Regions from separate parts of the Mus musculus genome. Here regions 2, 3 and 4 are each linked to region 1. Evidence: chromatin contacts called from public promoter capture Hi-C data. All regions are on one chromosome and are shown on one strand. The core of a region is the stretch at or near the end of the contact, and the rest is flanking DNA. Distances in the headings are between cores, read along the strand shown. Region 1 holds the start of Rps6ka4 (ribosomal protein S6 kinase, polypeptide 4). Region 2 holds the start of 2010003K11Rik (RIKEN cDNA 2010003K11 gene). Region 3 holds the start of Rce1 (Ras converting CAAX endopeptidase 1). Region 4 holds the start of Ccdc87 (coiled-coil domain containing 87).

Region 1 (7,044 bases), core at 2,264-4,763:
CTAACAGAGAAATTGTCACCATCTGATTGGCATACGGGAGTGTCTACGGAGGCATTCTCTTGATTGATGTAGGATGGCTCAGTCCACTGTGATGCTATGTCCCTAGGCAGGTGATCCTGGGCTGTATAAAAAAGCTAGGAGAGACCCTGGAGGCATGGCTCAATAGTTGAGAGCACTCACTGCTCTTCTGCAAGGCCCACATTGGGAAGCTCACAGCTTTCTGTAACTCCAGCTCTAGGGAATGCCTCTGGCTTCCATGATCACCAGTTAAAAATAATAAAAATCTTGAAAGAAAGAAAGAAAGAAAGAAAGAAAGAAAGAAAGAAAGGAAGGAAGGAAGGAAGGAAAGGCAGCCGAGCACGGCAGAGGAAGCAAGGGAACAAGCAGCATCCCTCCACGGTCTCCACTCCATGGTCTCCACTCCAGTTCCTGCTGGGACAACTCTGGAATTTTGGTTTCTTTGAAAACCACAGAAATATTATGTGAATGTATTTTAGTTTTAATCCCAGGTGTGGGATATGGGGCAGAGAGTTCCTGAGACTGTGTTATGTGACTTTTGGAATTCTGGAGTTCTCAAAGGGTATATAAACAGACACTAGGGCCCTTGAGAGGCTACGTGGGTTGAGAGGCTACGTGGGTTGTTAAGTCGTGTGCACGAAGAAGAAACAAGAAGAAATTAGATAACCTGATGGTGAAGATTAAACTTGCACCAAGGAACTGGAAACCCCTAGTCAGCAGGAAGTCTAACAATAATGTCTCCCTCCTTTCTCACCTTGGCTTTCTTCAGGGATCTCTTTCCTTTCCCCTCTATCCTTTTTTCTCTCTTACCCTGTGTTAGGAAATTGAAAGGGTGGGAGAAAAGGGGTAGAGAAGAGTGGGAGAAAAACCCCACAAAGTAGCAAAAGACAGCTACAAGTTCCTACCTCTATGTTCTTGCCTTGGCTTGGCTTGGCTTGCCAGCTAAAACTTTTTTTCCCACAAGTTACTTTTTGCCAGAGTATTTTTTTTTAAATCACAGTCACAGAGAAGCAAACTAATATAGAAGTTGATGGACCATGTGGCTTGTATGCTGTCGAGTGCTCAGAGCTTAAGGAACTGTTGTGGGAACTTGGAGACCACAGTGAGAGCAGTGCAGACAATGGTGGCTTGGCTTGTGAAGTTTCAGAGTTTGTCAGGGTTATCCATATGATATATTTGAAATAAGAATCAGTAGAAGTGATCTGGGCTGTGGTGGTGCACACCTTTGATTCCAGCACCCAGGAGGCAGAGGCAGGTGAATCTCTGAGTCTGAGGCTAGTCTGGCCGATGGAGCAAATTCCAGGATAGCTGGGGCTACACAGAGAAATCCCGTCCCAAAAAAACAGGAGGAAAAAAAATCAGTGAAACCTTTGATTTACTGAGACAACAAATGTTTGTCAGCTAGGGCTGACTCAGCTACTACTAATAAGAAACCAGTGTCACTGAGGCAAAATCTTGTGGAGAATGTTTCTCAGGGTCACCACACAGAAGCTGTGGCCAAGTAGGGGCCAAGGCTGCATCTTAAGCTGTCAATCAAACTTGGCAAACAATGTGTAAGAGGCTTCCAAATGGTACTGGTTTCAAAGGCCTGGAAGGGTCATGGAGAACAGCTGAGGCTTGGTACCATGTAGCAAGGTCAGAGTCCCAGAAGGGGGCCAGGAGGTCTGTGGTGAAGGTCCAGTCTCAGTCGCAGTGGAGACCTCAGGATCTGGGAGATACCAGGAATGTGGGACAAATGCTAAGGACAGCAGCAGTTGTGGAAAGGAACTGACTCAAGCCTTCAAGACAAGCCATGTGTTCTGTGGATGGCAGGCTAGCAGAGCAGAGCAGCTTCAATGATTTGAGGCCAGAAGATAAATAAATAAAATAAAGAAATCTTAAAGTATGTCAGTATTTTAGACTTTACAGTAGCCCACATTTAAGAGACTAGATTTTATTTAAAAAGATAATAAAGACTATCCAGTTATTGGTTTTTTTGTTTGTTTGCTTTTTGTTTTTGTTTTGTTTTGTTTTTTTTTTGAGACAGGGTTTCTCTGTGTAGCCCTGGTTCTCCTGGAACTCACTCTGTAGACCAGGCTGGCCTCGAACTCAGAGGTCCACTTACCTCTGCCTTCTGAGTGCTGGGATTAAAGGTGTATGCTACCTTCTTAAAATATTGGGATGCTAGCATGAGACCTTAAGGACAAATAAGAAAGGAAAGGCTATGCTTTAACACAGACGAGCTGACGGGGTGAAATGTCATAGTTCTTTTGTCAAACTAGACACCTAGGTAGAGGGAACCTCACAGCTGAGAGACTGCTTCCAGCAGATTAGCCCATGGGCATATTTGTGGAGGCATTTTCTTGATTGCAAATTGATTATAGGAAGGCCTAAGTCACTGTGGGTGATACATCCCTAGCTAGATGGGCTTGGGTTATGTAATAAAGCTAGCTGAAAAAGTCAAGGGATGAAAGTCAGTAAGCAGTGCTCCTCATAAGCAGTGCTCCTCATCATAAGCAGTGCTCCTCCATGGTCTCTGCTTCAGTTCTGATCTCCAGGTTCCAGCCTTGAGTTTCTGCCTTGACTTCCCTCAGTTATGGACTGTAGCCTGCAAACCAAATAACTGCCCCTTCCCCAAGCTGCTTTAAGTCAGAACGTTTTATCACAGCAACAAAGAAGCAAACGAATACAGGGACAATTAGGCTGGGTGGCAGGATGTGAGTCAGGGCACCCGAGGCTGCCCCAGGGAGGGTGGGGCTCCCTGGGAAAGGTGGAGTGGGGTCCTTGTGCAATCAGCCCTGCAGGCTCCCTCTTTAATTCTTTTTGAAATTACATTTATTTTATATTATGCCATATGTTTGCATTGTATGTAGGTGCAGGCACTTAGATCTAAGGGCAGCTTGTGGAAGTCGGTTCTTTCTTTTTACCATGTGGGAGGGAACTAGGCATCCAACTCAGTTGGTCTCCTTTGGGGCAAAAGCAACTTTACCCATGTAAAGTGGCTTCCTGTTTCTGAAGTGTACTCTCAGGATGCCCATTGCCGGCCCAGCATCAAGAGCCTAGGGCTCCTGTGTCCAGGGAATATAAAGATCTCCAGTGTATTTGCTGAGCTTAACGAGTGTAACGAGTGGTCCTAAAGAAGGAAGTGGGCTGTGATTTGTGTCTGTTGGCTAAGAGGAGCAGAAGAGGCAAGGCTGCCACGTGGGAGGGAGGGCTCCATCAGCCTGGGTGGGCAGCCCTCCTCAAATCCTGGGACACAGACCTCTAGTGTCCTCCATATCCTGCTGGACAGACACCTGGCTAGGAGGCTTACTCCAGCTGCAGCCACATGTCACCCAAAGGCCCTGCACGGCTCTCACTGGTCCCGGGGCCAGGAGACCCTGCCACCGTCTGATGCTTCCCACCCGCAGCCCCGCTCCGTCACGTTCCAGCCGCCTGACTCAGGCCGCACGGGGCGGGCTGGGAGCCGGGAGGCGGTGCCGGCGCCCGCTCGGCCCCAGAGGCGGCACCAGGAAGCACCCGCCCCGGCCGGAGCCGCCATGTAACCGGCGCCGCCCGTAGCCCCAGCCGCGCGGGCCCCAGCGACCCGCCCGCCATGGGAGACGAGGATGAGGACGAGGGCTGCGCCGTGGAGCTGCAGATCACCGAAGGTGGGTGCCGGATCCCGAGGCGGCTCTCCCGGACGGGTGGCAAGAGTCAGCGACCCTCTGGGCTCACTCGCCCCCCTGTGTCCGCAGCCAACCTCACCGGGCATGAGGAGAAGGTGAGCGTGGAGAACTTCGCGCTGCTCAAGGTGCTGGGCACGGGAGGTGAGAAACCGCTTTCACTGGCATGGTGCTTTGGGCCTTCTGCCCGCCCACTCGCCTGGACCTGGGCCTGGGCCTGGTTGCTGGGGAGGTCCCCCCACCCTTTCCCGGCATAGCTCCCCTTGCCCGCCCCGCCCTACCGTACCAGGGTTCCGAGCCTACTTGCCGGGCGTCCACGTTGACAGGACTCTTCTCTGCAAAGTCCTATGCGTGCGTGCCCCCTGCCGCGATTTCCTAGCCTCTTTGGGGTTTTGACTCCCTCCCAAGAGCTTTGCACAGCTTCTCTCCCCATCTTCCCTTGCGAGCCCCACTCTTGTATTTTGCAAATTCCCCAGTCCGGGTTTGCACATCCCTCCGCTGACTGGGAGCGCGCCTCTGCCTCCGGTGCCAGCGTTTTCATCTTTTCTCAGCTCTCTTGATCATCCCAGGTTTGCACGTGCCCCGCCCCTTCCCCGCCCCGCAGGCCTTCTGGAGTTGCAAGCTCCCCAGGCTAGTTTGCACTGCAAATTGCTTTTCAGGCTTAACCGAGCACCCTCCAGGGAGGGCTCACCTTCTCCTTAGAAGGCTCTGTCAGCCTTTTGCACCCCCCTTCCCACCAGTCTGCACCGCCCTCGCACTTACAGCCCACCTTCCAACCGCTTGCTTGCTGCTCCCACAGCCTATGGGAAGGTGTTCCTGGTGCGGAAGACGGGTGGGCACGACGCGGGCAAGCTCTATGCCATGAAGGTGCTACGCAAGGCGGCGTTGGTGCAGCGCGCGAAGACACAGGAGCATACCCGCACCGAACGCTCGGTGCTGGAGCTGGTTCGCCAAGCACCCTTCCTGGTCACACTGCACTACGCCTTCCAGACGGATGCCAAGCTGCACCTCATCCTGGGTGAGGGCCTGTCACATCTCAGCTTTGGAGAGGGACGGGAGTTAGATTAGGCTACCTTGTAGGGAAACATTTCAACGTCTCCTCACTCCCAGACTACGTGAGCGGTGGTGAGATGTTCACTCACCTCTACCAGCGCCAGTACTTCAAGGAGGCTGAGGTTCGAGTGTATGGGGGCGAGATTGTGCTGGCCCTGGAACACCTGCACAAGGTAAGAGACGGCCCTGCCTTTTGGCTGCTCTCCTGGGACTGCCCTGAACCTAATGAGGGGCTTCCTGTTTCAGGGGTGGCCTGGGCGGGGACCTTGAAAGAACTGCTTGAGACAGCACTACCTGGAAGGGTCTTCTGCTCCAGAACCTTCTGGAAGGGGCTTTCCTCCAACAGGAACCTAGGCTAACCTTCATCGGACTTCCTTAAGTGGTGACCTCAGACCTCAGTTACCAAGACCTCTGAAATGGGGCTTTTTGTTCACACTCCTGGGCGCCTTGGGGCCTGTGCACAGGACTTCTCAATGCAGGGTACCTTTGGTGGCCCTTCTTGAGTCCCTTCTTACTTGCTTTTATTTTGTGCATGTGTGGTGTGTGTATGTGCATATGTGCCAGAGCACATGTGTGGGTCAGATTCTGTGACATTAACAATATCCTTCCACCTTTGCATGGGTTCTGAGATCCATCTCAGATTGCCGGCACTCTCTCTGCTGAGCCCTCTCGATGGTCCCCTGTTTAACTCTTCCTGTAGCCATCTCATGTAGCCCAAGCTGGCCTTCAGATCCCTGTGTAGTCAAGATGACCTTGAACTTCGAATCCTGCAGCCCTTGTCTCTTTGAGAGTTCAGGCTTGTTGATCACTCCTGGTTTCATGGGGTGCTGGGGACCCAGCCCAGGGCCCCATGCTAGGTGCTCTTCTAACCAGTCCCACCCAGCCTTGGTCCTTATTTTTTTCTCTTTGATCTCTTCCTTTTCCTCTTTGTTCGTTGTTTTGTTTTGAGGGTCTTGCTCAGTAACCCGGCTCTCCTGGTAATTGCTGGCTAACCTCGGCTAGCCTCAGCTGGCTGCCTTAGCCTCCTGGGCACTAGGAGGATAGGCATGAGTTTACATGCCTGGATCCAGTGGCTTTTCTTATCTAATAACTAGCTCTGCCCAGCTTTATCCTGCCCTGGAGTTCTCCCTGCAGGTGAAAGATCTTCAGGGCATCTCTTTATCCTACGTGGGGACCTACAGGGACCCGCAGGGACCCACAGGGCTGTGGCTGTGTAGTGTGTCTCTCAGGGTGGCACTCAACGTCCCATCTGCTCCTGACAGCTGGGTATCATCTACCGGGACCTGAAGCTGGAGAACGTCTTACTTGACTCAGAAGGTCACATCGTCCTTACAGACTTTGGGCTGAGCAAGGAGTTCCTGACGGAGGAGGTGAGTGAGTGGCGCTCCCAGCCAGGCCTTTGACCTGCTCCCTCCGTGTCAGCCCCCTGGGAGGGGGCTGCAGAGTGGTCGGGTACCAAGGTTCCCACTGTTTTCCCAGAATCTTCTAATTTGAGCAAGTTCTGCTCTAAGCCTTTAGGGCCCTTGGGGTAGGGGTGAAGCTAAGGTATACAAATAAGGTATACAAATGGGTCCTCTTGGCTTCTCAGAAAGAGCGGACCTTCTCCTTCTGTGGCACAATCGAGTACATGGCTCCCGAAATCATCCGAAGCAAGGCTGGACATGGCAAGGTGGGTTGTCAGGGTGAAGGTGGCAGGGGTGGGGCTAGTGCACAAGGCCTTCACTCTGGCCCTGCTCCATAGGCTGTGGACTGGTGGAGCCTGGGTATCCTGCTCTTCGAGCTGCTGACAGGGGCCTCACCCTTCACACTGGAGGGAGAGAGGAACACTCAGGCTGAGGTGTCCCGGTGAGTTGTACAGGTCATGGAGGGTAGCTGAGGGCTATACGGCCTTCCTGGGCTGGGCTGGGAGGGGGCTTGCTGCCCCTGACACCCCACCCATCCTCCCAGACGGATCTTGAAGTGCTCCCCTCCCTTCCCTCTCCGGATTGGGCCTGTGGCACAGGACCTGCTACAGCGGCTGCTGTGCAAGGACCCTAAGAAGAGGTTGGGCGCAGGTCCCCAGGGTGCGCAGGAAGTCAAGAGTCACCCCTTCTTCCAGGTGAGGCTTTAATGTATGACCTCATAGGTCCTTCACCTCTGAAGGCCGGGCTGCAGCATGGGGAGCACAAATGTATTCCATCTTTTCCGATGTTACACACAATAAGAGGTCAAAGGGCAGAATGTGCAGACCCCACTGTCCTCAGGGCACTCACTGGGCAGCTCCCTGGGAATGCGTGAACTAGCACGGAGCCTTCACATGTGATCTCACTGAGTGGCCTTTCCTAGCTGT
Region 2 (7,044 bases), core at 2,287-4,786, 2.3 Mb after region 1:
GCTTGGTCTGGAGGGTTAAGTTGGATGTGTGCACTGTTGGTCTGCTGGCTGAACAGTCTACCTCACCCAGCACCGTGGGGTCAAGCAGATTTGTGGGATGTATGGCTCAGGTCTAGACATGGGAAGACGAGGAGCTGGAGAGATGGCTCTCCTTTTTTTTTTAAAGATTTATTATTAATTTTATGTATGTGAATACACTTATCCCTATCTTCAGACACACCAGAAGAGGGCATCGGATCCCATTATAGAAGGTTGTGAGCCACCATGTGGATGCTGGGAATTGAACTCAGGACCTCTGGGAGAGCAGTCGGTGCAAGATAGTTCTGCCTTTCAGAGCAGCTGCTGCTCTTGCAGAGGACCCTGTTTTATTTCCCAGCACCCAAATGGTAGCACACAATCATCTCTAACTCTAGTTCCAAAGAACTGACTCCCTCTTCTGCCTCAGCCAGGCACCAGGCACACATGTGGCACACATACACACGTGCCAGCAGAAATACGTACATAAGGTAAACCTGTACTGTAAAGAGTGTAAAGGGTCAGGACTGGCCAGGCAAAGCTCGTGCAGGCAGTGGGGAAGACAGGGTAGCTGCTTGTATTTTCTTCTGTCTCCAGTGAGTAGAAGAGATGGTGTTAAGACAGGAGTTGGAGGCCAGGCAGTGGTGGCACACGCCTTTAATCCCAGCACTTGGGAGGCAGAGGCAGGCAGATTTCTGAGTTCGAGGCCAGCCTGGTCTACAGAGTGAGTTCCAGGACAGCCAGGGCTACACAGAGAAACCCTGACTGGAAAAGAAACAAACAAACAAACAAACAAGACAGGAGTTGGGTCCACAGCCCAGTTGGTAAGATGCTTGCCGAGCACACATGATGCTGAGGACCATTCTCCAGCTCCTCAGAAAGCAGGCCTTGTGGTGTAGGCCTGTAATGCCAGCACTCAGGAGGTGGAGCACTCACTCAGGAGGTGGAGCACTCAGGAGATGGAGGAAGGAGTCTCTCTAAGGCTGAGGCCAGGCTGGTCTATGTATTGACTTCCAGGCCAGCCAAGGCCACATGGAGAGAGTTGGTCATGTTGTCTCTTCACAGCAATAGAACACTGACTAAAACACCCACTAAGCTATCTCAGCAGCTCCAGGGCTCCATCAAAGTTTCTCTGGGTGCCTGCTGAGACTAGCAGATATTAAGAGAAACATCGCGGATATTAAGAGAAACATCGCGGAGGGAAAACTCCAAAGCTGAGAGGGAGGAAAGAATATGAGGTCAGGCCCAGGGAGAGAAGATGGGAGTGAGCCAAGAAGCACATGCAGGGCTTCTCTCCCCACAGTGCTGCAGCCAGGGGCAGCCCAGGGTGTCCCATTCTATCTCAAGGCCTTCAAAGGCAGGCTGACCCGGTGCTACTGACCAACTATTTCTAGCCAGATGCTAATCTCTGTAAGCTGCTGCCTGATCTGTAAGAGGCGATGGTGACGCAAGTGAACTCAGAAGCAAGAAAATCATTTGACTTTAGAAGTTCAAGGCCAGCCTGGGCACAAGAATGAATGTCATCAACTTGCTTTGAATATGTGTCCAAGACCCTCTGCACCCCAGTTAATTCACACAATGACCTGAGTTCTTTTTGTTGTTGTTGTTCTTGTTGTTGTTGTTTTGCTTGTTTGTTTTGTTTTTTTGAGATAGGGTTTTTTGTGTGTAACAACCCTATCCTGGACTTGTAGACCCAACTGACCTCAAACCCACAGAGATCTTCTTGCCCTTGCCTCGAGTGCTGGAGCTCAAGGTGTTTGGTGGTGGCCTGCCTGGCTCTAGCTTGAGTTCTTTGTCACTCTTACACTGAGGGAACCAAAGAGAGAAGAAGGATGCAACCCAAGGTCACAGAGCTTTAAGCAATGAAACTGCAGTCTACCTAGAAGACAGTGGTCCCTGGAGCCTGAGCTTTTAACCATGTGCTTTGCTAGAATATTGAGGGCAAAGCTAAGGCTGGAGAAATTTAGTTCTCCTGACCCTGGCACTGTCCTGTTTTCTCTCTCTCTCTCTCTCTCTCTCTCTCTCTCTCTCTCTCTCTCTCTCTCTCTCTCTCTCTCTCACACACACACACACACACACACACACACACACACTCTCACACACAGAACCTGCCAGGCTGAGGATGTAGCAGAGTTGGCACAGTGCTTGCCTAGCGTGCACAAGCATCAGTGTTCCATCCCCAGCACTGTCTACACAAGGCATGGTGACCCATACTTGTAATCCAAGAATTCAGGAGGTGGAGGAGGGCAGAGATCAGGAATTCGAGATCATCCTCTGCCACATAGCGAGGCCCATCTGGGCAACATAAGACCCTGTCTAAGACAAAAGTCTGGCACTGAGATAATATTTACTATAGGTCATTTTTTTCTTTGTGTCTCTGTATGGTGTGTGAAGGGATTATGTGTGTGTGTGTACACTCGCACACATGTGTGTAATCTAGAAGTTGACACTAAGTGTCTTCCTCTGTCATTCTCTACCTTTAATTTTTTTCCTCTTAGTTTTTGAGAGAGGAACTAGCTGTGTAGACCAGGCTGGCCGAAACTCACAGAAATTCCCCTGGCATGAGCACTGAATGAGCCACCTTGCCTGGCCTCACCTTTTTACATTTTCAAATTACATTTATTTGTGTGTGTGTGTGTGTGTGTGTGTGTGTGTGTGTGTGTGTATTGTGTGTTCTTGAGAGCCACAGCGCATGTGTGGTGGAGAGAGGAAAGCCTGTGGCAGCCAGTTCTCTCCACCAGGTGAATCCCAAGGATCAAACTCAGGTTGTCAGGCTTGTCAGCAAGTGCCTGTACCCACTCGACCACTCCTTCCCCTTAGTTTTTGAGACAGTGTGTCCCACTGGGTCAGGAGTTCACCAATGCAGCTCAGACAGGGACTGCAAGTCCCAGAGAGTTTCCTGTCTCTCCCAGGTCTGGGATGACAGATGCATATCCACCTTTCCACAGGGGTACCAGGGAACCCAACCCAGATCCTGTGCAGCAAGCACTTTATGAGTGAGCCGTCCCCCCAGCCCCTGCAGGTCACGATTTTGGATGTGTGCCGCTGACCTCCAGAGCACTTTTCACCTTGTAAAACTGAAGGTCTGGAGCCATGAAAACAAGTACCGTCCACTGTCCAGCCCCTGCCTTACCCGATTTCACCCTGGTAGTTACGGTTTTGACTGTTGTAGAATGAAGCTATTCTGTTCTCTGTCCTGTTGTAGAAGTAATCTTTGCTTAATGTCAATGAGATGAGTGGTACGGCCAGCCAAGGCCAAGGCCAGAGGAGGCCGGCAAGGTCTCCAGGGTGGTGTGGTCAGAGAAGGCTGTCTGGAGGGAGGAGGGAAGACAATAGGAACCAGCCTAGCATTCAGAAGGATCCCGAGCTGGAAGCCAGCCTGCGCTGTATAGTCCCACAGGGTGAGAAGTCAATGGAGAGAATGACTCAGAGATATTTGGCCTCTGTGGCCTGCCCTTTGGTTTATGACAGCCACCTCAGCAGCACTGACCTTTGTCTACAGGTGATCTCCCATCATATGAGTGAAGGCACCAGGCCATCTCACAAAGCTAGTGGCTTACCGACCAGTGCTAGCTTCTAGGATCATGGGGACCAGCCTGCGTAGCCAGTCCTTTAGAGAACCCCGGCCCTCCTATGGGAGGCTCCATGAGTCCCAGGGGAGGTCTCTGGATGGCCGACTCCACAGAGCACTGAGCCTCAGACTGGGCCGTGAGAAGTCCAGGTCGCAGGTCCCCGATGGCACGGAAGGGCTGGAGGTCTCTGTCCAGGAGCGGCTGCCAGGGACCCTGGGAGACAAAGAACAGCTGATCCAAGGCCAGAGAGGAGGAGGCAGCCGGCGGTGGCTGAGACAGTACCAGCAGGTGTGGCTTCAAACTGAATTATCACTTTCATGGGGAAGGGTGGGGACTCCGGGCAGCAAAGGGTTAAGAGCACAGCTGACCTGAGGAAAGCCAAGCAAAATACCCAGGAATTGAATGCATTTGACTAAAAGCAGTTGTGATTCCCCTCACCCCTGTGGGCACTGGGGATTCACTGAAGGTTGGAGGAGGGTGGGCAAATGGGGTCTGGGTGGAATATGGTCAGAGCTGTTTCTGTTTTGAGATGGGGTCTCGATAAGTAGCCCAGAGTGGCCTGGAACTCTTGATCCTACTCAGTGTTCTGAGTGCTGGGAGTGCAGGCATATATTACCACACAAGGCTCTGAGAGCTGTATTAAGATGATTAATGTAATACTATGTTGCAAGGGTGACTAGAGCAGGAGGCAGGCAGATTGGCCAATGCAACTTCTGGCAAATTACCGTCTGTACCTCTCACACAGGATGAAGAGTAGATTTGCCCCACCCCTCCTGGCCCTTCGTCCCAGGGGGAAGGGTCTCCCCTCCCCCCAGGAGTTTAGCTTCTCTTTCATGGCTCTACCCCCACCTGGTGGCTGTGAGTGGAACACCACTTGAAGCCACTGCTATGATGTTTCTCCTACTTTGGTCTTCCAGCATGTGAAAAGAAGGTGGAGGAGTTTTGTCGCCAGCTTCCCCAGTGTGACCCTGAGTCAACCAGCCTCCCCAGAGACCTTGTTGGACACCAACAACTAAAGCTGCTGTGACTGTCCCTCACTCCACCGGCTCTGCTCCTGTGTCTTTTCATCTGCCCCTGCATGGCTTTTCTGGACTCTGAACTGCTCCAGCTTTTGAACTTTGTCTTGTGACCCAAGGAGGCCTCTGCCACCAGATCATTCAAAGCCCCCATGTGGCTGCTCTTCTTGGTTCTGGCACCTATCTCTTAGCAAAGATCTCCATAGGCCTGAAGAGGAAATACCTGGCTCTCTACCTTTTGGGTTTAAAGACTCCCTGGACTGGCATTTATGAAGGTCTTAGGGACCTACACAGAAATGAGAGTAGCAACTGTGACCCCTTGGCCCCACAAAGACCAGCCACCCACTTCCAGGTCAGAGTTCAGTGAAGCCAAAGAAAGGCTGAGAACTTCCTGAATATCACCTGCTCCCAGGGCCAAGCTCCACATGGCTTTCTGGGCAGCTGCCAGTGACTGGCCAAGGCTTGGGCCTCCCTCATAGACTGTGAGCCTTCACAGGCTAGGACCATGTCTGGACTGTCCTGGGGGGGTTGCTATATGCCTGAGAAGCCCAAACATGCATATGGCTGCCTTTGGACTTCATGATATCCCGATGAAGAAAGCAGGGAAGTCTTCTCTCCCTGTGTGACAGAGGGAAACTGAGGTCAGGAGTGGAGAAGAGACCTTCCTCCTACACATACACACTGCCTAACACTGGGGTTGAACCCATTAATAAAGCCACTGACCTGAAGGAAAGTCTTTGTCTAGTGACTAATGCACAGGCTCTGGGCCTCTCCCAGGTTCAGAGTCCACGGCCTCACTCCGAAGGGCAATGCAGTGATGGGCTCCTTGTTTTCTCAGAGCTCAGAAACCTGGTAGGGCTACTAAAGGCACACAAGAGGTCCTGGTCCTGGTGGCCATTGGGAACTTGTGTGTGTGTGGGGGGGGGGGGTGTGGGTGTGGGTGTGTGTATGTGTGTGTGTGTGTATGGGTGTGTGTGTGTGTGTATGGGTGTGTGTATGTGTGTGTATATGTGTGTGTATGTGTGTGTGTGTGTGTGTGTGTGTATATGTATATGTGCATGACACAGTGCACATGTGGAGGTCAGAGGGCAACTTCCATAGTTGGTTCACTCTTCCCTATGCGACCCAGGTGGATCTCAGGTTATCAAGGGCACACAGCAAGTGATTTCCCCACTGAGCAATCTTGCCAGCTCTATCTGTTTATTTTAAGGTAAGGTCTTGTAGTCAAGGCTAGCCTCAAACTCATCATAAAGCCAAAGCTGGCCTTGTACTCCTGATCCCCCATCCTTTAACTCCCAGATGCTGGGATTACAGGGTTGTGTCAGTACGCCTGACTCTTGACCTTCTGGCATGGCTTCCAGAGCTGTGAGTGAGCTTCTCAAGTTTCTGATTTGGGGTCACTTGTGCCAGAGGACATGGGAATCTCATGTGTTTGGGGGATTTTAGCTGGAGCAGAGACCACTGCCTTTCAGTAGGGCTGTGACATTATCAGTCTGAGTCACACATCCACAAGGCTGTCTCTCCTTGCACTTGCTGTGAATGTCCTTTTCAGACCATGCTGGCTGCATTGTAGGCGTTCAGGAAGTACGTATGGCCATGGTGTGATTGAGAAGCACAATCTGCCTCCAAAGGCCTCAGACCGCAATGCCCAGGCACTGCATGCATTTGCTGCAAAGGACTCCTTTCCCTGCTCCCCGCTGCCTCCCACATCCCTGTTGTATACCCAGCCCATCTTTCCACTTCCATTGGTTTTATTATTAGATCTAAATACACTGTAGCTGTCTTCAGATGCACCAGAAGAGGGTGTCAGATCTCATTACGGATGGTTGTGAGCCATCATGCGGTTGCTGGGATTTGAACTCAGGATCTTCAGAAGAGCAGTCAGTGCTCTTACCCCCTGAACCATCTCTCCAGCCCCCTTCCTTTACAGGACAGCCAGGCTCTGTAACAGCTGCCTAGCCCCTCCTGCACTTGGAGCCTCAGTTTCCCCATCCATCGAAGGAGATGCCGACCGATCTTACCTTTCCAGATTTGGCAGGGGGAGGCAGGGGGATCATACTGAGTCAGGCCAGAACCATAGTCAGGCTGAGCTCAACTCTGACCAGAAAGAGCTGAGGTGATGTAGCTTTTGTTTCCAGGTGGGGGTACCCCCTAGCCAGTTAGCTAGCTGCCTCATGGAGACATGCATTCCCCACCTTGTAGACCTCTCTGTCGGTGCAGGCACACATGAAGGTTGTGGTACCCAGAAGCCTCCCAGGCATGGGTCAGCATGGCCTATGTGGAGGCGTGTGCCAGGACTTGACACTCACTGGCCCTCAGACAGCATCTGTCCAGCTGTCTTGATCTACATCCTCCTTTCAGTGCCCTCACCCCAATATTTGCTCTGGCCTCTGTGGGCAGAGCCTCTCCGTCGCAGTCCAGGGGTCTTGGATCTTACAGCT
Region 3 (7,044 bases), core at 2,169-4,668, 2.2 Mb after region 1:
TGTCATTAGTCCTTCCCTCATTAGAGGCCACTTTGTGTTAACTCATTGGTGGCACAATAGCGGCCCCCAGTGGCTTCAGCTACAAACTACATGATCAAGGCAATAGGTCAAGTTTTTTTTCCCCCCCTTTTACTTTGTTTCCATGGTAACTAGCCAACTCACCAGATATAGAATTAACCCATCTATAGTTTAAGGAGAAATGGCAGTTCTCTAAAGGACTGGGCTGTCTCTCTTGGGGCCCAGATACTGATAGGCATACAAGGCTCACAGTGTTAGCCATCTCAAGTGGGTCACCCCTCTGTAAGACCAGTTTCTAAAAGGAAAAGGACAAAGACGTGTGCTATGCAAGATTTCCCAGGCCAGAGTGAACCGAAACTCTGCTGGATTTTGAGGGTGATCTTTGCCCCTGTGTGTTCCTCAGAATGTAATTACTTAGAAGTTGGAATTTGTATTAATATGCAGTGAATCTCATGTGAGTGCATCTGAGGAGAGACTGTGGGATCCCCCAGAAATGATGATAACTGTAACTGCAGAGCTCCTATAACATAAAAATCTGTAATGAGAATGCCAGGTAGCTCTCACATTTAATCCCAGCATTTAGGAGACAGAGTGACAACCTGGCCTACATAGTAAGTTCCAGGACAGACAGAACTATCTAGCAAAACTGTCTTAAAGGGGGAAACAAGAAGCAGTGTATCATAGAATGCATAGTACTGTGGTGTAATTCTTACCTAAGACTTCCCTTTGAAAGTGTCAACTTGATGCTTTAAGGATAGTCACTGTGCCGTGTGCTCCTCCCCCAATCCCCAGAGGTCTCCATCACACTGAAAACAAGACTGTGACTGCTGAACGCACATAACCCAGCTCCTCTCCCAAAGCCCCGCCCACCTTCTATTGGCTTACTTCTCCCCTCCCCTTGGTGTAGACATTACAGGAGTGGGGGCGGGGAGGAGGGTCTCACTGTGTATCTGAGAATGGCTTTTATCTTCCTATGTAGCTGAGGGTTATCTTGAACTCCTGCTCTTTCTGCCTCCCTCTCCTGAGTGCTGGGATTACATATGTGCTACTATGCCATTTTATGAAGTGTGCTCCTGCAGCTTTCATGCAAACACTCATTTTTTTCAACTTTTTAAAAGATGTATTTTTAACTAAGTGTACATGTATATAGAGGGACAGATGGTCAGACATTAAAGGTCAGCTCTGGGATATAAGAGACCCTGTCTCAAAGAATTTAATTTAAAAAAAGACAGGGCCAGGGATTGTGGTGTATGCCTTTAATTCTAGCACTTGTGAGGCAAAGGTAGGAGGATCTCTGCAAGTTCAAGCCCAGCTTGTTCTCCACCATATACTGAGTTCCAGACAGCCAAGACTAAATAAAAAGGGACTGGAGAAATGGCTGTGTGGAAGAGGGACCATGCTGCTATTGGTTTGGTTTGGTTCCCAGTATTCACATCAGGCAGCTTGTCAAAGTGTAACTCCAATTACAGGGGACCTGACCACCTCTCCTGTAGACACATAATTCACATAGTTACAAATACACATGGTAAACCTGGAGTAGAAAGATGGGCATAAACACATAAAAATGATGAATAGTGCCATCTTCAGAGCCTGAGGTTCAGGGATATGCTGGGAATGGCTACAGTGTGAGTTGTACAAGGGTCCACAGAAGGGGGATGCTTTGAAAGCTGGAGGCCAAGTAGAGACTGTTGAGTTAGGAGGATGAGGGTGAAAACATCCATATAAACCAAACCACACGTCTCACTAAGGTTCATTCAGACTTCTGCAGAATTCACTTGGTCTTTCTAATTGTTAAAGCACCTGACTCCAGAGAAAAACATTTCAGCCCAGAACACCAAAGACCAGCACAAGAATATTGCCCAGGAATTCCCTGAAGGTAAGTTTCTAGCTTTGGGGGTAAGCCCTGGACTGAAACCAGAGAAATAAAATTCATGGTGTGGAGTGGTCCAGCTATCCAACGATCCCATTCCACTTTAGCCATGCTGCTGCCACCTGGGATTTGGCCGCCTTCCACAGTGATTGAGGGACTTGGAGTAGCAACCGCATGCATTCCTACTTTAAAGCTACTCAATAGGACTTGTGCGTTGTACTTAGTATGTGCACATTAGCCTTTCCAGAGAAACGTGCATTCATTGACTCAGGAGGAATCAGCCAAGGCAAGACTCTGTAAATCTGCACCTGCGAGGCTGGGGATGTAGCTCAGTGTCAGAGTTGGTTTGCTTGTCAATACCGAGTTTGATCCTCCTCTGTGTTTGTTCTTCCAAAACTGGATCTACTACGGATTAGTGATGGTGGTTCCCAACCTTCCTGACGCTGCCACCTTTTAATACAGTGCCTCGTGCTGTGGTGATCCCCAACCATACAGTTATCTTCAGTGTTACTAATTAACTGTCATTTTGCCACTGTTATGCACCACAGTGTAAGTATCTGATGTGCGACCCGCAGGTTGAGAACCGCTGAGCTAAAGCATGTTCACGAGTGTCTAATTCCAGCACTTGGGTGTTAGAAGCAAGATGATCACTTTAAGGCTAGCCTGGGTTTCAAGAGAGTCTGTCTGAACATCAACAACAAAAAGCTGCCTCTGTAGTAACTGCCTAGAACAATACCAGAGAGAGATTGAGTTGCTTATTGCCCGAAGCAAAGCTTAGGTTCAGAGAGGAACTTGAAATGCATATCACCTAGTTTGGGCGGAAAGTTAGATGTCGCCTATCATGGGAGGTCAGGTACTGAAATGTTTTCATCCGGAAAGGTGGAGCGGGAGAGTTAATTTAGAACGATACCCCTGCCCCAACAATCTCTGTAGCATTGGCACAAATCTTCGGGAGTAAGATGAAATGGGCTTGTTCTCTCCTAGAATCCATCGGGCAAGCAGAAAACAAGAGGCCCAAGAGGGGCAGCCCCAACCATGGCAGGGAAGAATCGCGAGTTCTGGGCTCAGCAAGAGACCGGAGCCCGCCAAAATCCGCCACGCGCGACCGCGAGCTCACCGAGGTCTCCCTCACTGCTAGAGGATCGCAGACCCAAGCGGCCCACGGCAGGGCCCAGGCGGCAGAGGCAGCTAGCCCTGCGGGCGGCCTGGAGGTACCGCAGCGAGAGCAGGGCGGGTGCGGGCCTGAGCTACCACCGCCGGGTCCTCACCACCGCCTCCTCTGCTCCCGCAGGACTTGTGGCTACAGGAGGTATCCAATCTGTCCGAGTGGCTGAATCCGGGACACAGGTCCTAAGCATTCTCTCTGAGACGCCCAGCAAGCCAAGGAAGCCCGGGACACGTGTGTCACAACTTCTGTATTTCAATAAAGCCGTTCCAAGCACAAAGTATCAACTATCGTGCAAGGGGAGGGGCGCCCGGGGGACCCGACAACTCGCGCCGCCGCCTGACGTCACCTACGCCGTCGCGTCACTGCCGCGCGCCACGGGTCCGGGCGTGATGGCGGCGCTGGGCGGGGACGGGCTGCGTTTACTGTCGGTATCGCGGCCAGAGCGGCAGCCCGAGTCAGCCGCGCTGAGCGGCCCGGGCTCGGGGCTGTGCTGCTGGGTGTCTGTGTTCTCCTGCTTCAGCCTCGCCTGCTCCTACGTGGGCAGCCTCTACGTGTGGAAGAGCGAGCTGCCCAGGTGCGGGGGATGCGCGCGCGGCCGGGATCTGCGCCCTCGTGGGGCGGGGCTGCGGGCGGAGCTTGGGCCGGACGGGGGTGGGGCCGCGTTGGCGTGGTTGCTGCAGGCCCCCCGGAACTTACTGTCCCTTTTCCTAGGGACCACCCCGCTGTTATCAAGCGGCGTTCCACCAGTGTCCTGGTAGTGTCCAGCTTGTCCCCTCTTTGCGTGCTGCTCTGGAGGGAACTCACTGGCATCCAGGTGCGAAGGAGGTGGGTGGGGCACAGGGCAGCTAGGGGAAGAATCTAGAATTTTGTGGGAGGGAACATCACTAACGCCCCCTTTCCTGTGGCTCAGCCAGGCACATCACTGCTTACCTTGATGGGCTTCAGGCTGGAGGGCATTTTCCCAGCAGCGCTGCTGCCCCTGCTGCTAACTATGGTGAGTCCTGCTTTATTTTTCCAACTCTGTTGTCACTAGTGTAATGACGTGCCCTGCTTGGGTACAGCTTTTGGCAGATGGAAGACAGGAATTATGATGTGGCCCCCTAAGCTTCTGGTGTACATGGCTGGGAAACCCTAGAACTCAGGAAACCTGAGGTCTGGTGAGGCTGACCAAGGGCATAGGTGTGGGCAAGGTCATTGGATTGTGGTAAAAGGCTTTCATTTTATGTTTGCCCCCCCCCCCCAGATCCTTTTCCTGGGTCCACTGATGCAGCTCTCTATGGATTGCCCTTGTGACCTGACAGATGGGCTGAAGGTTGTCCTGGGTGAGTCTTCAAGACTGAGGAAAAGGTAGGCACAGGCAGTCCAGAACACTGGGGAAAGGAGTCAGTGAGATGGTGTGATCTGGACTGAAGAGGTGAGATGTCACCTCTCAGCGTGTGTTTCCACATCAGTAAAATGGATTACATTGCTGAGTACCCTGTAAGTGTGATACTCAAGGAGGCCTGTCTGGACCACAAACAGCACTTGATATGGGCCAGACAGCATCTTCCCCTGCTCTCTCATCATTTGGCTTCCCCAAAGATTGGCCTTGGTAAAATTTGGGTGCCTCTGGAATTTTCTGTGACTCCCTCATCTACTGCTGCCTTCCCTTCCTGCTGCCAGCCATCTCAAGCCGTTGTAATTTGGTCTGATAAGGCTTGTTCCCTTCCCCATTCTGATTCCCAGGATCTCCTAAACTGAGTTTGGCTCGAGTAAATCTGTGGGAGAGGGCCCAGATGTCTCTAGTAACCAGGCACTCACTGCTTATCCTGAATATTCACTCTAGCCCCTCGTTCTTGGGCCCGCTGCCTCACAGACATGCGCTGGCTACGAAACCAAGTTATTGCACCGCTGACAGAGGAGCTGGTGTTCCGGGCTTGCATGCTGCCCATGCTAGCGCCGTGCACGGGTCTGGGCCCTGCTGTGTTCACCTGCCCACTCTTTTTTGGAGTCGGTGAGTCTCGCCCGTCCAGCAATGACGTTCCCAGCATGAGGGCTAAAAATGGGGCTTTGGGTGAGGGGAGCTAGGTAGAAAGCCAGAGGCATATGTGGTTTTCACCTTCCTCCCAGCCCATTTTCACCACATTATTGAGCAGCTGCGCTTCCGCCAGAGCAGTGTGGGAAGTATCTTCGTGTCTGCAGGTGAGGCCTGGAGAGCTGCAGAGGCAGTCAAGGGGTGGGGTGCTCTGATGTCCCTCATAGACACTCTGCGGAAAGGGTTGGAGACTGAGCTATAAGTATTGGACGGGGCCCACTAATTATGGAAGGTGGGGTACAGAGAACAGCCACAGATACTGGGCAGGCAGCCACTGCCAAGGGGACTGGGTGGGCTCTGGCTGTGGGATGTGCACGGCTGGGGTAGGGTGGGCATGCAGTTGTGGTCACTCGCAGCCTCCATCTCCAGCGTTCCAGTTCTCCTACACCGCTGTCTTCGGTGCTTATACAGCTTTCCTCTTCATCCGCACAGGTTGGTCCTCGGCCTTTCATGGGTCTCCAGGGGCCCACAGATGTGGGTGGGAGAAGGGGGACACTGTGGATGCAACTGTTTCTTTTACCACATTCCTAGAGACAGTCTAAGCCAGGGCCCTCAGCTTCTTAAGATCTGAGAGGTGGAAGCAGAGGTTATAATATGGGGGCAGATGAGTATGTGGGGTGGGGGGGGTCACTAACTAGAAGGGCCAGTGGGGGGGGGCGCTGCTTCACATGTTGTGCCCTCTCTCTCCAGGACACCTGATAGGGCCGGTTCTCTGCCACTCTTTCTGCAACTACATGGGCTTCCCTGCAGTGTGTGCAGCCCTGGAGCATCCACAGAAGTGGCCACTGCTGGCAGGCTATGCCCTCGGTGTGGGACTTTTCCTGCTTCTGCTTCAACCCCTGACAGACCCCAAGCTCTATGGCAGCCTTCCTCTTTGTATGCTTTTGGAAAGAACAGGGGCCTCAGAGACCCTACTGTGCTCCTGACGATCACTCTTTTGTGCACTCCAGTGAACTCTGACGGGCTCTCCAGCTCCTCCTTACCAAGGAATACTGCAAGGGAGGGACTGGCTGGGGTCCCCGAGATCTCAGGAATTTTTGTAGGGGATTGAAGCCAGAGCTAGTTGAATCCCAGGGACCAAGAGAAAGGAGCAGATATCCAAAGGGTGCAGCCCCTCTCGAAGGGGGGATGAGCAGCAACTGGAGGTGAGGGGACAAGGGCAAATCCTAGGAGCTGTGGACTGACGCTTCCTTGGCTCCTTTGCGTCCCCCCTTTCCCCTTGAAAAGCTGCTCGGTGGGTTTATTTATAAAACCCCTCCTCTCAACTTCCCAGGGTTTTCTCATTGTCTTTTTGCATCAAGACTTTGTATTGGGATATTAAAGAGATTTAACTTGGGTAACATGGTCTTGGAACCTTGGGACTCTGTGTATTTGGGACTATGTATACTGTCCCGGCTACCTGGGCAGGTAAGCCTGGCAGGCAGGTCCCAACCGTAGAGGATAGGAAGGCGCCTCAGTTGCTAAGGCTGTGGCTTACTTTCCTGAGCTTTGGCGGTTGAGTTAGCAGGGCCCAAATGGAAACTGATCATCGTGGGGCCTGCACCTCTGTTACCAAGGTCAAGGATGACCCATAGCTTTGGCCCCAGCAATGGAGCTTCCAGCCTGTGTCCTGTGAGCTGGAGGAGGGTGGTTCCAGAGCCTCATTCTACACAAGGATGTGGGTTCCAGGCCCAAGAGGAAACTTGTGTCTCAGGCTTTTGGGTCTATGTGGACTGCTACCCCTCTGCTTCACCCAGTCCCTGGAGGAATCCAGGACAAAGGTCACAGCCCTGAAAGTGGTAAGGACTCTCCCAAGCACCTCCACTCTTACCTGCCCACCACACTTCAAGAATGGTTTGTTTTCCTTTGCCTTTTTAAAAATTTGTGAATATCCTTTTAAGTCCCCTACATTTAAGGTTGTTCTGAAACCCACTC
Region 4 (7,044 bases), core at 2,554-5,053, 2.0 Mb after region 1:
GAGGCAAACCATTCCTGGAGTTGAAAGTGTAGCTAACTACTCGGGGCTAGCGGAGTCACAGGTCTTGGAGGAGAATTTACAACCACTACTTTACTAAATGAGGCATTTGTCTTTATGCCCACAGATAGCATAGTCTGAACCCCTCATCAAGGACACCTTTCTTTGCAAAAGGCAGAGAGTGGTACAGAAAGTAACAACCAACAAAAATGTAGAGTCGTGGGAGGCAGAGGAAGGCAGAAAGATCTCTGTGAACTTGAGCCTTACCTGGTCTACTACACAGTGAGACCTTGTCCAAAACAAAACCAACCAAATCAAACAAAAAGAACGAAGAGGAAAACAACACACAGTGTGAGCAGTTAACATCCTGTAGGTGCCTCAACAAAACTTGCTAAGTACAGAAACTGATAACAATTGTTTTGCAAGGAAGGAAACTGGGGGTTGGAGGGTTTTTTTTGTCTTTTTCTTATTTTTAACTGTGTGTTTGTGTGATATGTTCAGGTGCCCACAGAGGCCAGGGGTGTCAGGTGCTGGAGTTACAGGTGGTTGCAAGCCCCCAGTGTGGGTTCTAGGAATCCACTAGGTCTTTTAAAATACTAGGCTATATCTCTCCAGCCGTAGAGACTTACTCTTCAGTATACACCTTGATATACCAAGTGGTTTTATTAACAAGTCCTGCCAACAATGTGTAAGCACTAGAAGTGACAACATGGACCCAGATCCTCACAGAGAAGTTAGGTGACTTACCATAAGTCATACAGGCAGGATATACATACATCTGTTAATTTCAGAGCCCTAGCAATCAAGGATTATGCTACTGGGCCTAAACAAGAGTGATTTGGCACTCTAAACAGCAATTCAGCACAGTGAGAAAGTCACTATATATTTTTTTAAGGACCATGGCTTGCTCTGTCTGACCTCTATTATCACGAACTCCAAGGGATCATCTGATATAGGATTTTGGTTGTCTTGTGCAGGATGGTTGACATACATGGGAATACCAAGTTTGGGGATCCTTTTATTTAGAATATCAAGAAAAAGAATCTCAATCTCTTTTAAAGTCATTGAGAGTTCTACGTGAGCATTTGGGGGTGAGGAAGGGTTTGGGGGCACTTGGCCGCCTTAGTGAGTAGTGGGAGTATTCCCGGGGGCCACTAACGCCTGGCTGCTGCTCCCTGTGAAAGTGCATGATTGGCGGAAGGTTTTCTGGGCCTGGGTCAGATTGCGAATCCGCCGCTGCTGCTGGAGCCAGTACAGCATCTCCACTTTGTCCTGCTTCATCTTCTTCAGATAGCTCCGCCCCTTGAAGGTCACTGGCTCCCCAAAGACTGACTCTATCCTTTCCAACAAGGAAACCAAATTAGATTCCATTCGATTGAGCTTCCTTTGGAGATAGCTACGGAACCGATTCTCCTCCAGTAACCGATTCATCAACAAATCAGGCTTTTGGAAGAAACGATTGGGATCAGAGGCTTGTTGCTCAAACCACTCCAGTCTTCCTAGCAACGACTCCCTCTTTTGAATGGGCTTCAGGACCTGCTCCCAAGCCTTGATCAATGCTGGTAGCTGTTGCAGGCGTGCATTGGAGCTGTATTTAATAACCATGTCTAGCCGATTCTGTTCAGGGACTTCCAACATGACCCACAGTCGTTTGAGACGCTGCTGCAAGTTATGAATGTAGGCTCTCCCAGGTCCTGAGCCATCCTCTATCACTGAGCTCCAATCCCATTTTCCTTGCATGAACTCTAGCTCTTCATCTTGCAGCAGGGGAGGGGGTTGCTGAATATCTAGGTACTCTTGGACAGGGACTGGTACCTCCACAGGAGCCTCTTTTTCATACATTTGGAAGATGACGTGGAGGAAATCCGACTCCTGAAAGGAGAGGTACTTGAAGTAGTCCTCTGAAGACACCGAGGGTTTCAGCCAATTCATCCATACACCGTGTCTGTTTGGTCGCTTGTCCCAGCTTTTGTGCCTTGGGAGTAATGTGAGAGAGGGCACCTTCTCAGGGACTGGCTTCGGAGTGCTTGTTCTTCTGGAGTAAAATCCAACCAGATTACGGTTGATGATTGGCATATGTTTATCTTGGTGTAGAAAAGATGAGGCCAAGTAGGAGGACCAATCTTTATCTGCTGAAGGCTCAATTTGGTCTCCTTCCTCAAAAGATAAGTGACTAACAGAGACTCGGCTCATCAACTCCTTGTAGACCTCTCCGGTGGTGTTCCCAACAAGACGATCCGCATCCATTTCTTCAATGGCTTTACCATCCAGTTCCCCAGTCAGATGGTTGTATAGGACTCCAGCCCCCTCAACGTGGAAAGAGTCGTTAAAGTATCTTTCAGAGAGTTGCACAGTAGCTACCTGGACTATAACTTGATCATGTACCTTCAAAGCAACAGTGACTGGCTGTGGGTGTAGTGGGATGATTCTCGGGGGTTGGAGATCCCACTTTCCGGAGGCTTCTTCCTCCTGCAGGCTTTTGATCATTTGCTGCAGTTTCTCTAGGTGGTGCTGGGCAGTTAGGCGCCGGGTAAGGACCCCGAGGAGGGGAGGCAGGCCAGAGTCCAGCAGGGAGTATCGACTCCACTCCATTCTCATGATCTTCATTTTCTGCTTCAGATCCTCAGCCACTATGTCCCGGAATGGCAGTGGTTTACTCTCTGAAGCCAAGATCAGCGGGGTGAGGGGATGAGGAGAGGGAGGAAGAAGGCACAACTCATCTGCCAGACTCCACCCCTCATGAAGACAAGGCATGGACTGGCCCCTTTGGAGCCAGGAATGGACTGGTGAGGTGGGGAATTGGTGACTCTCACTGCTGGGAGAATGACTAGGCAGTGGTACCATCGGTGAGGGTCTCGATTCAATTTCTTTATCCTTTATCATGGAGGGCACCCAGAGGAGCTGCTGTCTACTCTTCAGCTGGGGGATGGATTTCAACTCTTCCACTGGATCAGGTTCGGGCTCACTGGGGAAATCATATGGGCGGCTGAGTTGGACAAGGTAGTTCAGGTTGAGGCTAGAGCACGGCATGTGGTCTAAGCCAGTGCTGTGAGGCCAGGGGATTGGACAGAGCTTGAAAGTCCCAGGGGGACAGGGAGGAGGACGCAATTTGACTATGCCTCCCTGGGCGTGCTTTAAATTTAGCAGGGTCTGAAAATCAGCCAGCAGACAGCGATAGACATCAGGACTGGTGAGGAAAACTGTGCAATCCCTGGCAAGGTTTACTGCCAACCGGCTGAGGGTGGCTGATTCAGTGAAGACCCTTCTAGAGGTCGGCAGGGTCACCAGCAGGTGCAGGTAGCGTACGAAGAGCTGCTCACTACTGATCAGCACGTAGGACTCGAGCCGCTGCCGCAGCTTCTGGTTGTTTTCGTAGTCCAGAATGGGTTCTATAGGAGGTTCCCGCCAGTTGCACTTCAGCTCTTCTAGAATAACCTCAGTGAGACGAAGTCGGTCCTTGGCAGTTACTCGTGCCGCCCGCCCGCTGCTTGCTAGCCGCTTGGACACTTGGCGGCACAGCGGCCCAACTTTCAGCTTCGCCAGCGGGATGGATTGCAAGGGCGTGGCATCTTGAGAGGGGCGCTTCGGAGGCTCTGGAGGAGGCTTCGCCTTGCTGGGGAAGAGCGACAGCGGACTCAGCAACCGGTGGTAAATCGGCTTGAGGTCAGGTTCCTGACTGTGTGGTTCCATCTTTACCAGGTGGTTCCGGCTGAGCGGGTAGAGGACGCCAAATGGTTACTAAGGAAACTGCATCAATGCGCCTGCGCAGCCGGTAGCACTACCGGACAGCTCAGAGGCCTCAGCCTAGGGAGCGCACGCGCCAAGGAGGTGGAGCTAAGGGCGGCCTCCGAGACTCCGCCCATCCCACAAAGTAGAGTTGTGTTGGTCTCTGGACCCTACCGGTTCGGTGCGGCCTAGGCAGTGACAACAGCTAGGATGGCTTCGAAGTCGGGGGACGGTGGGACTGTGTGTGCGGTGAGTGAAAGCTTCATGTGGAGCCTCGCATAACTTCAGCCCTTGGGGTGATCAATATCTTGGGAAGCCAGGAAAGAACAGGCTCCTGGGGAGGTGAAATTCCGGGGTTAGGACGGAGATGCCCCTCACGGGAGGGGGGTTGGTGGTAAAGACCGCGATCCTGGAATGTTCATGAGATAATAAAGGAGGAATTTGAAGAGAAGTCAAGTGCAATGTGTGCAAAGAGACATAGGGGATGAGGTGGCGAGTAAGGATCATGTCTGACATGTGCCCTGGCCTTGCTTCCCTTACAGTTGGAGTTTGCAGTGCAGATGAGTTGTCAGAGCTGTGTGGATGCTGTGCACAAGACCCTGAAAGGGGTGGCAGGTAAGAGTAGACAATCTTTCTGGGATCAGCCAGGGGTTTGTGTTTAGCCGTATTCCGGTTGCATAGATGCAGAAAGAATGAAAGGAAGTTTCTCAGAGTCCGGGAGATGCAGAGCCTAGAGTATAGGCCTCAAGCTTTGCCTAGCCAGAGCTTTCTTCTAGTACAAACTGCCTGTCCAGCTGCTGAACAGCATGGAACTAGCCAGAGTATAGAGCACTTCCTACCAAGGGCATTCTAGAGGGGGAGGGGGGCGGGCATTTGAGGTCTGGCTTGGGAAATAGAACAGTTCTGAGAAAGCAGACAACATCCCTGGCCCAATTCAGGGACTTTAAGCCAGGAGGTCTGCAGGTGGGTGACCTGGCAGAAGAGGAAAGATATGAAAGGCAGAGTCATTTTCCTGACGCTAGAAACTGGCTGTTTTGGATTCTGTTAAATGTTCATTCAACCTTTCAGCCAGTATAGATTAGACACTGGGGGTTTCTGAGGGAAAATGTTTACCCCTATGCTTAGGTAAAGATCGTATAAGCTTTGGCAAAGGAGCGCTCCTAGAACACTTCCTTGGGAAGCCATGGTGGCAAAGGGAAAGAAGGAGATGAGAGTCTGAAGCCAGGACACTGGCAGGGGTGGGGTGGGGAACCCCAGTGCGTATAGTTCCACAGATGTACAGCTTCGTGCTTATTTTCTGTGTTTCTGTTTCTTCAGTGTTTGAACAGTGTTCATAGCTCAGTGTTGTCATGAGGAGTGAATTAGTTGATACAAGTCTTGAGCCTGTAGTGAGAGCCCACTCAATTTCAGGGGATTGTAAGAGGAAAGAGGAGAAAAGCTTACAGGCAAAGGTGGGGTTTTAGGAGGACGATTGAGGGGACTGATTGTTTTGTTTTATTTTGAGATAAGGTCTTTCTCCACATAGCCCTGGCTTTCCTGGAACTCACTATGTAGGCCAGGCTGGCCTGCAGTTCACAGAGATCTGCTTACCTTTACCCCCGAGTGCTGAGATGAAAGTTGTGCGTGCGTGCGTGCGCCACCACACCTGACCTGGAACTATTATTTGATTTATTATTAGTGAGTGTGTGCATGATGTGCTTGGAGGAGGGCTTGTGCATGTGGAGGTCAAGAACAACTCCAGAGCTGGTTCTCTGCTTCCAGCTGTCTTGTGTAGCATGAACAGTTCACCCAGGGCTGGAGAGATGACTTAGCAACTAAGAGCACTAACTGCTCTTCCAGAGGTCCTGAGTTCAATTTCCAGCAATCATCTGTAGTGGGATCTGATGCCCTCTCTGGTGTGTATGTACTCACATACATAAAATTAATAATTTTTTTAAAAAAGCACAAAAAGAAACAAAAAACAAAAAACCCAAACAAACCAAAAAGCAGAACCAAACCCGAAAAGTTCATCCGTTAAGCCATCTGCCTGGCTTGGGATGATTTTTTTTTTTTAGGTTTATTTTTAAAATCTGTTTTATTTAATATGTACGGGTGTTTTGCGTGCCTGTGTCTGTGAACCATGTGTTTGCCAGGGGCAAGGAAGATGGCTGAGTCAGTAGAAGTGATAGCTGCATCAGTGTGAGAGTCCAGTTCAGATTGCCAGCACCTGTGTCTATGCCAGACTGGCGTGGCAGACAGACCGCCTGTGGTCCCAGCCCTCAGAAGATAGACACAGGGATCCCAGGGCAAGCTGGCTAGCTAGACTAACCAAATCAGTGAGCTCTGGGTTCAAGTGACAGAACCTGCCTCAGCATAACAGGTGGAGAGCAATTAAGGAAGACAGGTGGACACCACACTCGGGAACATGCGTGCATACTCCACACATATACACACACTCAAGAACATGCGTGCATACTCCACACATATACACACACTCAAGAACATGCGTGCATACTCCACACATATACACACCAATACATACATACATACACACATACATACCATCTCCTTGGCTTCTATGTGGACAGCTATTAAAACAGCGGTTCTTAACCCACATGGGTCAAGACCCCTTTGGTGTTTGCCCAAGACCATTGTAAAACACAGATTTTACATTACGATTCATAATGGTAGCAAAATTATGTTATGAAGAAGCAACAGTGGTTGGGGATCACCGTAACATGGGGGACTGTGTTAAAGGGTCACAGCATTAGGAAGGTTGAGAATCACTGGACTAAAGAAAGAAAACAGGAAGTCCATAGAGCGGGTTCAGGAGCAGGCTCAGGAGAAGTGAGGTGTCTAGGATAAGTGATGAGGCCTGATTGTGTTTTGCATACACAGCAGATATGGGTCCTGATGGTCTGGCCTGGCATAGCGTGGATTCCCAGACCCAAGATCTCCCAGGAGGAGCTGATTTTGTGCTCTGGATGTGGGAGGGCCAGAGTAGAATGTTCCTGTGACTCTCCCCTTTAGAATTGCCCACCTCACTCTGAAACAGAAGGAGGAGGGGCTTCCAGTAGTGCAGCAGGTGGTCTGTTTGGCAGGTGGATCTTGGAGTATAGCCAAGCCAGCCTTTAGTGAGGGCTCATGGAGAAAAAACAGAAGGCGCAGTTACTGTAGGGCAAATGTGAAGGACTTCAGGGACAAGCTCCTCCCATGACCTTTGGAAGGAGAATAAAGCTCGCTTTCCTGAGTCTTAGGCAACTCTCCCTCTCAGTGTATTCTGTAAACTGAAACTCTCCTGCTCAGCTAGGAAAAAACAAGTTGATTTCACTTACTGAGACC

What was found. Promoter capture Hi-C pulls out the DNA fragments that hold promoters and counts their contacts.
Region 2: a contact with region 1 is called in a promoter capture Hi-C map of liver, with 6 times the contacts expected there. A contact is called at or near these places in 1 of 39 promoter capture datasets (liver) and 1 of 9 other capture datasets (adipose tissue).
Region 3: a contact with region 1 is called in a promoter capture Hi-C map of liver, with 5 times the contacts expected there. A contact is called at or near these places in 2 of 39 promoter capture datasets (both in liver) and 1 of 9 other capture datasets (liver).
Region 4: a promoter capture Hi-C map of liver shows a contact between it and region 1, with 2.6 times the contacts expected there. A contact is called at or near these places in 1 of 39 promoter capture datasets (liver), 1 of 130 datasets of targeted methods (pancreatic cancer cells) and 1 of 9 other capture datasets (liver).

Annotation. Positions count from the first base shown.
Region 1 is chr19:6,837,096-6,844,139 of GRCm38.p6, reverse strand. It overlaps Rps6ka4 (ribosomal protein S6 kinase, polypeptide 4), which reads left to right and starts at 3,513. Exons shown (of 18, transcript NM_019924.2): 1 at 3,513-3,647; 2 at 3,735-3,806; 3 at 4,462-4,680; 4 at 4,773-4,888; 5 at 5,978-6,085; 6 at 6,304-6,384; 7 at 6,457-6,560; 8 at 6,663-6,813. The coding sequence starts at 3,593.
Region 2 is chr19:4,495,075-4,502,118 of GRCm38.p6, reverse strand. 2010003K11Rik (RIKEN cDNA 2010003K11 gene) reads left to right here and starts at 3,536. Exons shown (of 2, transcript NM_027237.2): 1 at 3,536-3,875; 2 at 4,505-5,331. The coding sequence starts at 3,600. The coding sequence ends at 4,603.
Region 3 is chr19:4,622,019-4,629,062 of GRCm38.p6, reverse strand. It overlaps Rce1 (Ras converting CAAX endopeptidase 1), which reads left to right and starts at 3,418. Exons shown (of 8, transcript NM_023131.2): 1 at 3,418-3,630; 2 at 3,768-3,870; 3 at 3,967-4,050; 4 at 4,300-4,378; 5 at 4,882-5,049; 6 at 5,166-5,237; 7 at 5,500-5,562; 8 at 5,821-6,468. The coding sequence starts at 3,446. The coding sequence ends at 6,056. Gm960 (predicted gene 960) reads left to right here. Exons shown (of 15, transcript NM_001033447.3): 14 at 1,816-1,894; 15 at 2,873-3,222. The coding sequence ends at 3,222. Mir6986 (microRNA 6986) reads left to right here and starts at 5,108; the gene lies at 5,108-5,165.
Region 4 is chr19:4,836,125-4,843,168 of GRCm38.p6, reverse strand. It overlaps Ccdc87 (coiled-coil domain containing 87), which reads right to left and starts at 3,803. Exons shown (of 1, transcript NM_207268.3): 1 at 641-3,803. The coding sequence starts at 3,687. The coding sequence ends at 1,120. It overlaps Ccs (copper chaperone for superoxide dismutase), which reads left to right and starts at 3,847. Exons shown (of 8, transcript NM_016892.3): 1 at 3,847-3,972; 2 at 4,266-4,338. The coding sequence starts at 3,934.